Regions from separate parts of the Anas platyrhynchos genome. Here region 1 is linked to region 2. A link is a contact called in public Hi-C data. All regions are on one chromosome and are shown on one strand. Each heading gives the region's core, a stretch centred on a gene start, on an enhancer-like site or on the middle of the called end of the contact. The rest is flanking DNA. Distances are from core to core; before and after follow the strand shown.

The links. A called contact is a pair of places that touch in the nucleus more often than the background predicts.
Region 1: a contact with region 2 is called in a Hi-C map of skeletal muscle, with 2.7 times the contacts expected there. The contact joins the promoter of PLEKHB1 here to the promoter of RELT in region 2. A contact is called at or near these places in 5 of 8 Hi-C or Micro-C datasets (F5 follicle, liver, skeletal muscle and 1 more).

The regions. Positions count from the first base shown.
Region 1 is chr1:205,811,172-205,816,921 of IASCAAS_PekinDuck_T2T, forward strand. PLEKHB1 (pleckstrin homology domain containing B1) reads left to right here and starts at 4,248. Exons shown (of 7, transcript XM_027462307.3): 1 at 4,248-4,347; 2 at 5,133-5,192; 3 at 5,484-5,636. The coding sequence starts at 5,156. FAM168A (family with sequence similarity 168 member A) reads right to left here and starts at 936. Exons shown (of 8, transcript XM_072032931.1): 1 at 800-936.
Region 2 is chr1:205,640,297-205,646,207 of IASCAAS_PekinDuck_T2T, forward strand. It overlaps RELT (RELT TNF receptor), which reads left to right and starts at 2,698. Exons shown (of 12, transcript XR_011806594.1): 1 at 2,698-2,835; 2 at 5,777-5,911. ARHGEF17 (Rho guanine nucleotide exchange factor 17) reads left to right here. Exons shown (of 21, transcript XM_072032927.1): 21 at 1,059-1,825. The coding sequence ends at 1,252.

The DNA of each region.
Region 1 (5,750 bases), core at 2,998-5,497, 170 kb after region 2:
CCCGAATCACCCAGCGGTGCCGACATCCCAAAAACAAATTATGGGGTCCAAACGGGGCTGGGTGCATCCACAAACCAAGGCGAGAACCCCCCCAGCACGAGGGGAAGAGGCGAAATTTGGCTTGGACCCCACTGGGGACAGGAATCCCAGCGGGGTTTTGCTGGGGGTAAACCAGGGCTGCCCCCCAGCACCCTTGGGTGCCCTCAGCACCCCCTTGGGTGCCCCCCAGCCCCTTTGGGTGCCCTCAGCACCCCCATGGGTACCCCCAGCCCCTTTGGGTGCCCTCAGCACCCTCATGGGTACCCCCAGCCCCTTTGGGTGCCCTCAGCACCCCCATGGGTACCCCCAGCACCCCCTTGGGTGCCCCCCAACCCCCTCAGCACCCCCTTAGGTGCCCCCCCAGCCCCCTTGGGTGCCCCCAGCACCCCTTTGGGTGCCCTCAGCACCCCATTAGGTGCCCCCCCGGCCTCCATGGGTGCCCTCAGCACCCCCTTGAATGTCCCCCAGCCCCTTTGGGTACCCTCAGCACCCCCTTGGGTACCCCCAGCCCCCCCAAGCACCCTTGGGTGCTGTCCCCGGCTGCTGCTGACCCCGTTTTGCCCCTTTCTGGCCCCAAACCCAACTCCCCCCCCCCTCACCACGTCCCCCCTCACCCCATATCGCCCCCTCACCCCATATCGCCCCCCCCTCACCTCATTCTCCCCCCCTCCCCCCCCCCTCGCCTCAGGACTCGCCTCAGCCGCCCCCTGAGGGGGGGGGGTCCCCTCCCTGCCTCCCCCCCCCCCCCCCCAAATCTCACCTGCGGCTTCTCCGTCCCCGGCTCCCGCTGCCTCCGCGGCGCCTCCTGCCTCTGCCCGCAGCCGCTGAAGGGAGGAGGGGGCGGCGGCGGCAGGCGGGGACCGAAAAAAAAAAAAAAAAAAAAAAAAAAAAAAAAAAAAGGGGGGGGGCGAACTGCAGCGGGACCGTTACCGCCGCCTCCCGGACTACAACTCCCGGCATGCCCCGCGCTCCGCGGGCGCTGCCCGCCTGCCGGCCGCCCGCCGCGGGGCACTATGGGTAGTGTAGTCCCGGCGCGGGTAGACGTGAGGAGGGGGGGAGGCGGGGAGGCGCGGTGCTTGATGGGAGATGTAGTGCGGAGGGGGGGGTGGAGCGAGGCATGCCGGGAGTTGTAGTTCCGCGGGGCATGCTGGGGGTTGTAGTTCAAGGGGGGGGGAGGCCGCTGAGGGTGGCCGGGCTGTGAGGGGCCCCGTCAGGCCGGGCCCCATCACCCACAGCCCCCGGGTAGCCTCAGTGAGCCCGGCTCGGCCCGGCCCGGTTCATAGGGAGGCCGGGCAGGCTTGTAAAGGCGTGTAAAATCAAGTAGAAGCATAAAATAAAGAGGAAAAGTGTGTTTTGAACCCCCCCGTGCGGCGGTTAGCCCGCATCGCCTCACGCGGGGAGAGCCCTGAGGGGGAGAGCTGAGGGGAGGGGGGGGGGGGGTTGTTCCTTGGGAGCGGCCACCAATAAATAAATAAACAAATAAATACATAAATAAACAAATAAATACATAAATAAACAAATAAATCAATAAATAATCAAATAAATCCTTTTAGGAAGGACCAGCAGCAGCGGTGCAGTGCATCCCCATCACACAGCGCCCCAGTGCTCAGCACCCCGCTTTTAGGGCCGGAGCACTTTCCTACAACACAAAACACACAAAAAAAAACACAAACAAACACAAAATACAAACACAAAATGCTTTTCGGCAAGTGCTGGCATGCAAAAGGTGGGCAATGAAGTCCCTGCAGGTCAACATCTGCCTCAGGACCCCGGTGCAGGGACTGTGGTGCCGCAGGGGGATGTCCCCGTCCCTGTCCCCATGTCCTGCCCGAAGCTCCCAGCCCTCCCAAAATGTCCCTTCAGGTGATTTTGGTCTGGGGTGATGCCGAGTGTTGTATCAAAGCAGCACCCAGTGGGATATGGGGGCTCATAAACAGCACACTATGGGTGCACATAGGTTTTATTCACTCCTGGTCACTGACCCATCCCAACATACAGAATCCCAGAATCATTGGGGTTGGAAAAAAACCTCCAAAATCATCTGGTCCTACCACCAATGTCCCCACCAAGCCCTGTCCCCAAGCACCACGTCCAACCTCTCCTTGAACACCCCCAGGGACGGGGACTCCCCCACCTCCCTGGGCAACCCGTCCCAAGGCCTGAGCGCTCTTGCTGAGCAGAAATGGCTCCTCATTGCCAACCTGAGCCTCCCCTGGCACAACTCGAGGCCGTTCCCTCTGCTCCTGGCCCTGCTTCCCTGTGAGCAGAGGCTCCAGGGCCTCGATGTCCTTCTGGGAGTGAGGGGCCCGAAGCTGAACCCAACACTCGAGGGGCGGCCTCAGCAGGGGGATGAGCACCTCAGCTCGGTGCCATACACAAACTTACTGAGGGTGCTCTCAGTTCCCTCATCCAAATCATCTATAAAGACATGTGACAAAAAAAAAAAAAAAAAAAAAAAAAAAAAAAATATTGCAGTGTCCTGGCCCCACTGATGTCCTTGGGCCCATTCCCATCCCCTCCTCACCTGCCCAAGGGCTCCTGTGGGGCACAAGGAGGCTGAGGCAAAATTTGGGGGTGCAAAGAGTTGGTACAAAGGCGATTCCTCAAGGGACGACGTCCCGATCCCCCCTGCTCCTTCACTGCTCCACTTGGTCGTGTGAGATGTGTGAACAGTTTCAGAAATCCCTCATTTTACACCCAAAACTCCAAGCATCGCTAACACAGCCCCAAGGCGCCTCCTGGGAGCCTACCTGGAGGAAGTCTCCAAGTGGGTTTCTCCAAGCTGGAAGTCTCCAAGTGGGTTTCTCCTAATTAGCTCCACCTGATTACTACAAAAATTTGGGCAAAGCCACAAATTCGGTCCTCCTCCACAAGCATTTGAGGCCACCTCCCTTCTCCCACCCTCCCAGCTTTGCCAGCTGTAAAGAAAAGCGACCCCTTAAAGTCCCCAAATCACCGTTTCCAGCCACCGTGCCCCAAATTTATCCCAGGCAGCTCAAAAATAACACCAAAAAACAGACAGTTTGCAACAAAAATAAATAAATCAGCCCCCCAAATCCTGCACCACCACCGTGTTCGTCCCCAGAGGAGAGCTGAGCGATTCGGGGAGGTTTTTATGGCCTTGCTTTTGGTTTTAAGGTCCCGACGCCTGCCACGGCTTCCCGCTGCCCTGATTTTTTGCTCCCTGCAGGTTTTACTTCTGCTCTTTTCCACCTTTTTTTTTGTCTCTTCTCGGAATAAACTTGTCAAGGAGACAAATTATCCCAGCCCCGTGCGCAGAAGAAAACCTTTTGGGGCTCCATCGCACCAAACGCAGCGCCCGGCCGAGGGTCCGATCAACATTGGCCTCAAATGAATTAAATTTTCAGCCAAAGTTTGACCTAAGAAAGTCTTTTTTTTACCAATTTATGGCAGAACAAATTTTACCAATTTATGGCTGTAAAGCCAGCGCTGGAGGGAGGGGAGGGGAAAGGTTTTTATAGTAAAAAGCCGGAATCAATGATTTTTTTTTGCCTTTAGGGCTGCTGAAAGCTTAATAAACATCTTAATTATCAGCCCATATATTAATTCCATATTAATATTAATTATCACCCTGCTTATAAATAACTTGGTTGGGATTTTAACGCCTGCACAGCGGGAATAGACACAATTTATGTGTGTGTGTATGGCTTTTACGGACGAGGAGCAGAGGATAAGAGGAGCTGGGTTTTGGGGCTGCCGCCCCCTCTCCGTCACCCCAAATTTGTGCTTATGGCACCCATGGGACCCCCACCTGTGGCAGCAGCAGCGACAGACCCCCAAAAAAAAAAAAAAAAAACAGCACCCGTGCCACGAGCTCAGTGTTTTTTAGGGTTTTTTTTTCCCAGCTTTTCCCCATGGGCACCGCAGGGGGGATTAAAGCTCGGCGAGGTCAGGGGGGGCTCAGGGTTTGGAGCCGCAACCTCCTCACGGATCCCCCGCTCCTCCCAGCCCTGCTTTTTTTTTGGGATTTCGCATCGGGGCAGGCGAATCTCAACCCAACCCCGACCCCACAGCTGCTTTTAGGGCCGCAGGCGATGCGGGGGCCATCCGCAGCATCGCCCCCCTGCACCAACATCCCCAGGGCATCCCTCCTGGCTGCACCACCGTGCCCAGCGACCCCAAAACCTGATCCCAAAACCATCGTGGTCCTTTGGGGACTCTGCAGCTCTTTAGGCCGCGTTCCCCGAGCAGGACTACAGCTCCCGAAGCCCCGTGCGTGTGGGTAGGGACGGGCAGCGGGAGCAGAGCGCAACCCTTAGCGGGGACCCGCCGTGCTGCTGCCGCTCGGTGAGGGGTGCCCAGGGGGGTTTTGGGGGTTTTGGGAGGGTTTGGGGGGGAACGGGGATGGGGAGAGGGAAGGGGAGAGTCAGGGGATGGGGGTAGCGGGGATGGGGTGAAAAGGGATGGGGTGAAAAGGGGAGAGGGGTGGTAGGGGATGGGGGACAGGGGGATGGGGAAACTGGGGAGGGGGTAAAAAGGGGGTTTTGTGGGGTAAAAAGGGGGTTTTGTGGGGTAAAAAGTGATAAAAGTGTCCGGGGATGGGGTTCCAAAGGGATGGGGGTCCTAGGAGTTAGGGTAGCGGGGGATAGGGGTGCTAGGGACGGGGTACGAGGGGGTGGGAGATAAGGGGGTGGTGGGATCGGGCTGGGATTAATGGGGTGGGGGTGCAGGGATGGGGTACAAGGGGATAAAAGTGCCGGGGATGGGGTTAAAAGGGGATGGGGTACAAGGGGGTGGGGTACAGGGGGATGGGGATATGGGGTGGTGCTCGGGGCCCCGGGGAGCAATGATTTCACGGCCTCATTAAGGACTAATTTCCATCCAGGCAGGGAAAACAAACGAGCGGGGGCCGTGGAAAGTTACCGGGGGGGGATTCGGGGGGGTGGTTACCTCCTCGGGATGATAATCCCTAAATCCCGAGGAGATTATAGGGGCACGGAGCAAGGTGGCCGGAGCTCTCCCCGCCCGAGCGCTCCCCAGATTACCAAACCCCAAAAAGGGGGACAGGGAACGGGGTGCAGGCAAACAGGGAGCTGCTCCCCTAACCCCACTGTTTCCCCTCGACCCTACAGATCCCAAAAACCACCCCGTGGCCATGGCGTTGGTGAAGAGCGGCTGGCTTTGGCGGCAGAGTGAGTGGGGAGCTTTGGGGTGCCGGGGGGGGGATCACAGAGAGGAGAGGAACCCCAAGAGCACGGATGGGGCCGTTCCGCATCCTACAGAGCAGCACGGAGGCATCCTATAGGTTTTTTTTGGCAGCTTTTTGGGGTTTGCTCCAAGCGCATCACCGAAACCACCTGGCCGCGCTGTCGGGGTCGTCACCGCCGCCAGGCGTCCCCGGGGGGATTTGGGGGACGGCGTTGGCTGCACCCCAAATGGGGTGGGACTGCACGATCCTACAAATCCCGCTCGATCCCTTTTAGGCTCGATCCTACGGCGCTGGAAGAGGAACTGGTTCGTGCTGTACCTGGACGGCAGCCTGCTCTACTACCACGACCAGACGCAGCGCGACATGGACGGCCGCCTGCACATCAAGCACAGCTGCCGCGACGTCAGGATCGGCCCCGAGTGCCGAGGCGAGCAACTCCCCCCGGCCCCAAAACCCTCTGTCCCCAAAACCTTCTGTCCCCAAAACTTTTGGTCCCCAAAACCTTCTGTCCCCAACCCCCGTGTCGCCAAACTTCATGTCC
Region 2 (5,911 bases), core at 1,448-3,947:
GGCTACATGGAAATGGGAGATGCTAATTGGGATGGGAGGGGGTAATTGGGGTGGGAGGAGCTACATGGGGATAGGAGGGGCTATTTGGGGTGGGAGGAGCTATTTGGGTGGGAGGGGCTGCCTGGGAGTGGGAAGGACTAATTGGGGTGGGTGGGGATAATTGGGGTGGGAGGGGATAATTGGGGTAGGAGGGGCTATATGGCAGTGGGAGGGGCTACATGGGAGTGGGAGGGGCTACATTGAAGTGGGAGGGGCTAATTGGGGTAGGAGGGGATAATTGGGGTGGGGAGCTATTTGGGGTGGGAGGGGCTACATGGAAATGGGTGGCGCTAATTGAAGTGGGAGGGGCTATTTGGGGTGGGAGGGGCTAATTGGGAGTGGGAGTGACTAATTGGGGTGGGGGTAGCTATTTGGGGTGGGAGGGGCTAAATGGAAATGGGTGGTGCTAATTGGGGTGGGAGGGGCTACATGTGGTGGGAGGGGCTAATTGGGGTGGGAGGGGCTAATTGGGCTGGGAGGGGCTAATGGGAGTGGGGGGGCTACATGGGAGTGGGAGGGGTTACATGGAAATGGGTGGTGCTAATTGGGATGGGAGGGGGTATTTGGGGTGGGAGGGGCTAATTGGGGTGGGAGGAGCTATGTGGCAATGGGAGGGACTATTTGGGGTGGGAGGAGCTACATGGGAGTGGATAATTGAGGTGGGAGGGGATAATTGGGGCGGGGAGCTATTTGGGGTGGGAGGGGCTAAATGGAAATGGGTGGTGCTAATTGGGGGGTGGGAGGGGCTAATTGGAGTGGGAGGGGCTAATTGGGGTGGGAGAGGCTAATTGGGGCCAGGGTAGCTATATGAAGTGGGAGGGGCTAATTGGGGCGGGAGGGGCTAATTGGGGCGGGAGGGGCTAATTGGGGTGGGAGGGGCTAATCAAAGTGGGCGTGTCTAACCGCAGTGGGAGGGGCTAGATGAGATAGGAGGGGCTAATTGCGAGGCAGGAGGGGCTAATTACCACCAGAAGCCCCCCTCCCACCTACTCCATTCCCCCCCCCCTCTCCCACCCCAGGCCCCGAGCAGCCGAGCGACTCGGAACCCCGGGGGGACCCCGCTCGCCCCCGCGCCCCCAGCCTGGCCCTGCCCAAAGCCAAGATGCTGGTGATCAGCGGCGGCGACGGCTACGAGGATTTCCGCCTGACCAGCAGCAGCGAGACCGTGGGCCGCGACGACAGCACCAACCACCTCCTCCTCTGGCGGGTGTGAGGGGCTGGCGACCCCCCCCCCAGCCACCCAGCCACCCACCCTGGGGACCCCCCCCCTCCTCCCAAATCGCCCACCCAAAGGACCACCCCCCCCCCCACCTTCCTCTTCTCAAGGACCACCTCCCCTAGCCCCAGCACGTCTCATCTCTCCAGCCCGGCTGCTCTCTGTGTGCTCTGGTGGTTGGGGGGGGAATGGATGGATGGATGGACCCCCCCCCAGCTGCCTCCCCCCACCACGGGGCGCTGCTTTATTTTTTTTTGGGGGGGGGGCACCTCGTTGCTTGGGAAGGAGCTAACGAAGCCTTTAACGAGCATCCCCGGGGGATGGATGGCAGGAGGACAGCGTCGCCCTGCCTCGTTCTCCCCGGGTTTTGTGTGTGCCTGCTTTGGGGGGGGGGGTTAAAAAAAATAAAATAAAATAAAATAAAATGGGGGGGTTGCTGCACGGCGGTGACCCCCTCCCCACTTATTCCGGGACCGCCCCAGGGACTGTGTGGCCCCCCCAGGGCCTCCCGCTAACCCGCTCGCTCCATCGCCAGCACCCAGATAGCTCTGTTTGTTTGTTCGTTTGTTTTAAATATATATATATTATATATATAGAAATAGCCCTATTTATTTGGGGGGGGGGGGGCGCAGAAATGGGAAGAGGAGCTGGAGCGCACAATGGGGGCAGAAAAGGCGATTTTGGGGTTCAGAGTAGGTTTTTCCCCCAAGAATGGGGGATTCGGATGCTGAGAAGCTGCTGGGATGTGGGTGAAAGTTTCCCCAAATCACTGCTGGACCCCATAAATGTGCTGGGGACGCTATGGGGACACACTGGGGGTTTGGGGGGGGGGAATAATGGAGGGAAATGGAAAAAATATTTTTTTTTTTCTGCCCCCTCTCCACATTTCCTATGGGGTTTTGTAACCTCTCGGTCCCCGTTGCCCACCGAGGACCCCAAAACTCCCTGCTGTGCCCTATAGGGACTCTACCACCTATCATGGTCATGGGTTCCTCCTTGGGACAGGGCAAGGATGGGGACCCCCCCCCGGGGGGGGGGGTTACCAAAGTCCCCCAGGGCCGGCAGCGATGAAGACTCCGGTGGGAGGAAGAAAACCCCAAACCGCCGGGCCAAGGGTGTCACCCCTGGGGAAGGGGTCGGGATTTGGGGGCTCAATGGGGGCCAGCACCCATGGGTGTCCCCGCAGACCCCCCCAAAAAAAAAAAAAAAAAAAAAAGGGGGCAAAAATCATTAAAAAAACCTCAATTTTCTTCAAATCCCCTGCCTCGTGGCGTCTCCGCCCACCCCGATTTTAATTTTTCCCCTATTTTTCACCCCAAAATCCCCCCCCACCCCCGATCCCACTCCCCCTCCCCCGCCAGGCGGCGCTGCCCGTGGGAAAGGGCGGGGGGGGGGGGGAGATCCTCGGGGCGGGGCGCTGACGTCACAAAGAGGGGGGAGCCCCGCATTGTGACGTCACAAAGGGGGCGGGGCCGGGGGGGGGGCCCGGAGCGCGCCGTGGGCTCCATTCATAAAGCAGCGGCCGCGGGGGCGGCCCCGACGGGACCCCCCCGGTGTCACCCCCATGAGGGGGGGGACAGGTGAGTGTCCCTGTGCCCCCCCCCCCCCCCCGAGGGTATTTCACCTCGGGGGGGGGTTTCTGGGGTCGGGGGGCTCGGGTTGGGGTTGTAAAGGGGGAATTTCCCCCCCCCCCGGGGGGGCGGAGAGGGGATTTTGGGGGGTTTTGGGGAGGTTTTGGGGAGGTTTGGGGGGGGGATGCTTGTTTTGGGGGCTGGTTCGGTGTGCTGCGCTTCTTGGAAAAGCGGGGAAAAAAGGAAAAAAAAGAGAAAAAAAGTAATTATAAAAGGGGGGGGGTGTATTGATTGCCCCCCAAGTGGGATGGAGCCCCCCCTCCCAGGTTGGAGCCCCCCCCCGGCTTCAGCCGCACCAGGAATATAGGGCAGGAGAGGAGGGGGGGGAAAGTAGGTTATGAGAAACTCTGCGGTAACCGGCTGGGAAAATGGGTAGGAACTGTGGGATTTGGGCTTTTTTCTTTTTTTTTATATAATTTTTTTGGGGTGGAGGTGGAAAATCCCAGCCGGACGTGCTTCTGCTGGGGGGCTGCCACCCCCTCACTGCTCCTGGCACCGTTTATGGGATCGTTTGGCTTCCGCACCGCCGTCTCATTAAGGTTTATTTGGTCCCCCAGCCCTAATGGGGTCTGAGGGGGCCGAGCTTGGTCCCACTGGGGGGCCCAAAAATCCCCCCTTGTGCGGCCAAAGCGGCCACCAAGTGCTGTTCCTAAAGGGTTTCTGCACAGTTCCTATTTTTTTTTTCGCTCAGCTGAAACCCATGGGGAGGGGAAACCCTGCCCCAAATCCCTGTGGGCACCTTTGGGTTAAGGGGGGGGCAGGAATAAAGGATTTATTTTATTATGGGGGGCTGCTGGCCCCAAAACCAAACCACCTGCCCCCTGGCTGTGCTGGGGGGATATGGGATGAGCAGAGGTCAGCTTTTCCCTAAAAAACTTCTGAATTTGGTGCTGGTGAGGCTGGAGGTTTCCACTTTTTTATTTTGGGGTTTTTGGTGGCTGGGAGCAGGCAGAGCCCCGGTCCCCAAACTTTATCCCTCCCCTGTAGCTCGAGCATCCCAGGGCAGCGTCCATCCCAGTCCGAAGCACGTACTGGGACCAGTGTCCTCCGCCTGGGGCTGGTCCCACTGGAGCTGTTAACCCTTTTTACAGCGTGCCCCTTACCCCAAAACCCTTCAAGTTTGTGTCCTGGGATGTGCGGGCTCTGCTCGCCCTTGGGTGCTCCCCAAAATCCCTACGGGGGTCAGGGGAACCTCGGTGCAAGCGGGGGTGGGATATGGGGTGCGCACCCATGGGTGCCCACAGCGGCGCTCGGATCTGCTCATCCTCTCCACCCCAAATCCTTCCCTGGGGGGGAAACCTCAGCAAAACCCCCAAAGGGATTTAAACGTCTCCCATCCCAAAATCCTGAGCCGTCAGAGCCCCGAACGCCGCCTCCCCGGAGGATTTTAGGGCTTTATGGTGGGTGAGGAGTCACCTCGGGGTGCCCTGCGCGGGGATCTGCATTGCAGCACCCTGTGCTGCTGCGGGATTTCCCTCTCCCTTCCCATATAGGGGCAGCTGCCCAAATTCTGGGGGGCTGGGGAGCCCCACCGACAAGTTTTGGGGCTGGGAAGGTCGATTTTGGGGTCATTTGTCAGGGATGAGGCTGTGGGTTTGGGGATGCTTTGGGGGGGGGTTTGGGGAGCCACCTCCCCCTCTCCAGGCTCCGTTTCGCCCCCCCTGCGCTCCACCCACCCCATGGACCCCCCCCCCCACAGACTGGGAGCTACTGGGAGGCACTGGGACACCCTGACACGGCGCCTGCCGCACCAGCTGCGTCCCAGGTGGCTAATTACTAATTACTGCCGGGCACTAATTACTCATTACGGTGCCAGCCCCCCCTCGGCACACAATGACCCCTTCAGCAGCGGCACCCCCAGCACTTCGGGGGCGGGTTTTAGAGGGGTTGTCCCCACTCCCCCACCCCATCTGCATTTATTTCCCGTGGATTATTTTTTTAATTGATTTATTATTGATAATTATATTGAAATTTAGCACTGGGCGCGAAAGCTGAAGCTGAAAAGCTGCAGAATTTGAGGGCTGTGGGGCGATGGCCCTGGTGCCCGGGGGGATTTGGGGTGTCCCTGAGCCCCCGAATCCCTTCCCTGCTTCGTGGCACTGGAGGCAGAAACATCCTTGCAACAATAAAGCTCTGACCCCATAAAACTGGTGGTTTTTGGCAATTTCTTCTTGCCCAAACCTTGAGGATCCAGCAGCAAACGGGGCGCAGAGGGCGCCACCATGGGCACGTTGTTTTGCCAACTTGTGAGCCCAGATTTGGGATTTTTTGAGTGCGCACTGGGGCGCCTGGGTGCTCTCCAAAGCTTTTTTTTTTGCCCCATTCCTGGGAAAACTTCCAGTTGCCTTTTAATGATTTGCCTTTAATTAAACGCACTGAGGCTGCAGGGAGCACGGGTGCCCCCAATCTGATTTTGTCTGCGGTCAAATTTGGCGAAATTGCCCAAATTTGCCAAATTTTCCCCCACAGGAAGGGAGAGGGGGGCTTGGAGGGGGGCGCACAGGGCTCCCGGGGGGGTTCGAGCAGGAGCAGGTTGTGTTAGCGGCGCTGAAAGGCGTGGGAGAGGTGCGAGTGCTGGCTGGGTTTTGGGGCTTTTTAAGCTAAAATTGGGATTTCTTTGGGTGCTGAGTCACTAAAGGCCGGGCTTCAGCTGCGCCCAAAAGGGGCTCCTGCAAAATGTGTGAGGTTTTTGGGTTTGGGATTATTTTTTTTCCCAGTCTCGAGGGTGTTTTGCTCTATTATAAGGGAAACTTTAGGGTTTGGGAAGTAACCCCAAAGCTGCCCTGCTGCAGCAAACGGGGCCGGGGAGCGCCCCGGCTGTGCCATACCCTTCTTCTGTTCCTTTTACTGTTTCTTGTATTTTTTTTTTATTTATTTTTATTTTTTTCAGCTGGATTGCTTCCCGTAACTGCTGCCAAAGGGGGTGCTCGTGTAAAAGCACCCAGACCATGAGCCCTCGCTGTCCCCAGGGCAGGATTTAGGGGAGAAGGGGGGGTCCCCGTCCCCTTCCCATCCCCGTGGCGCG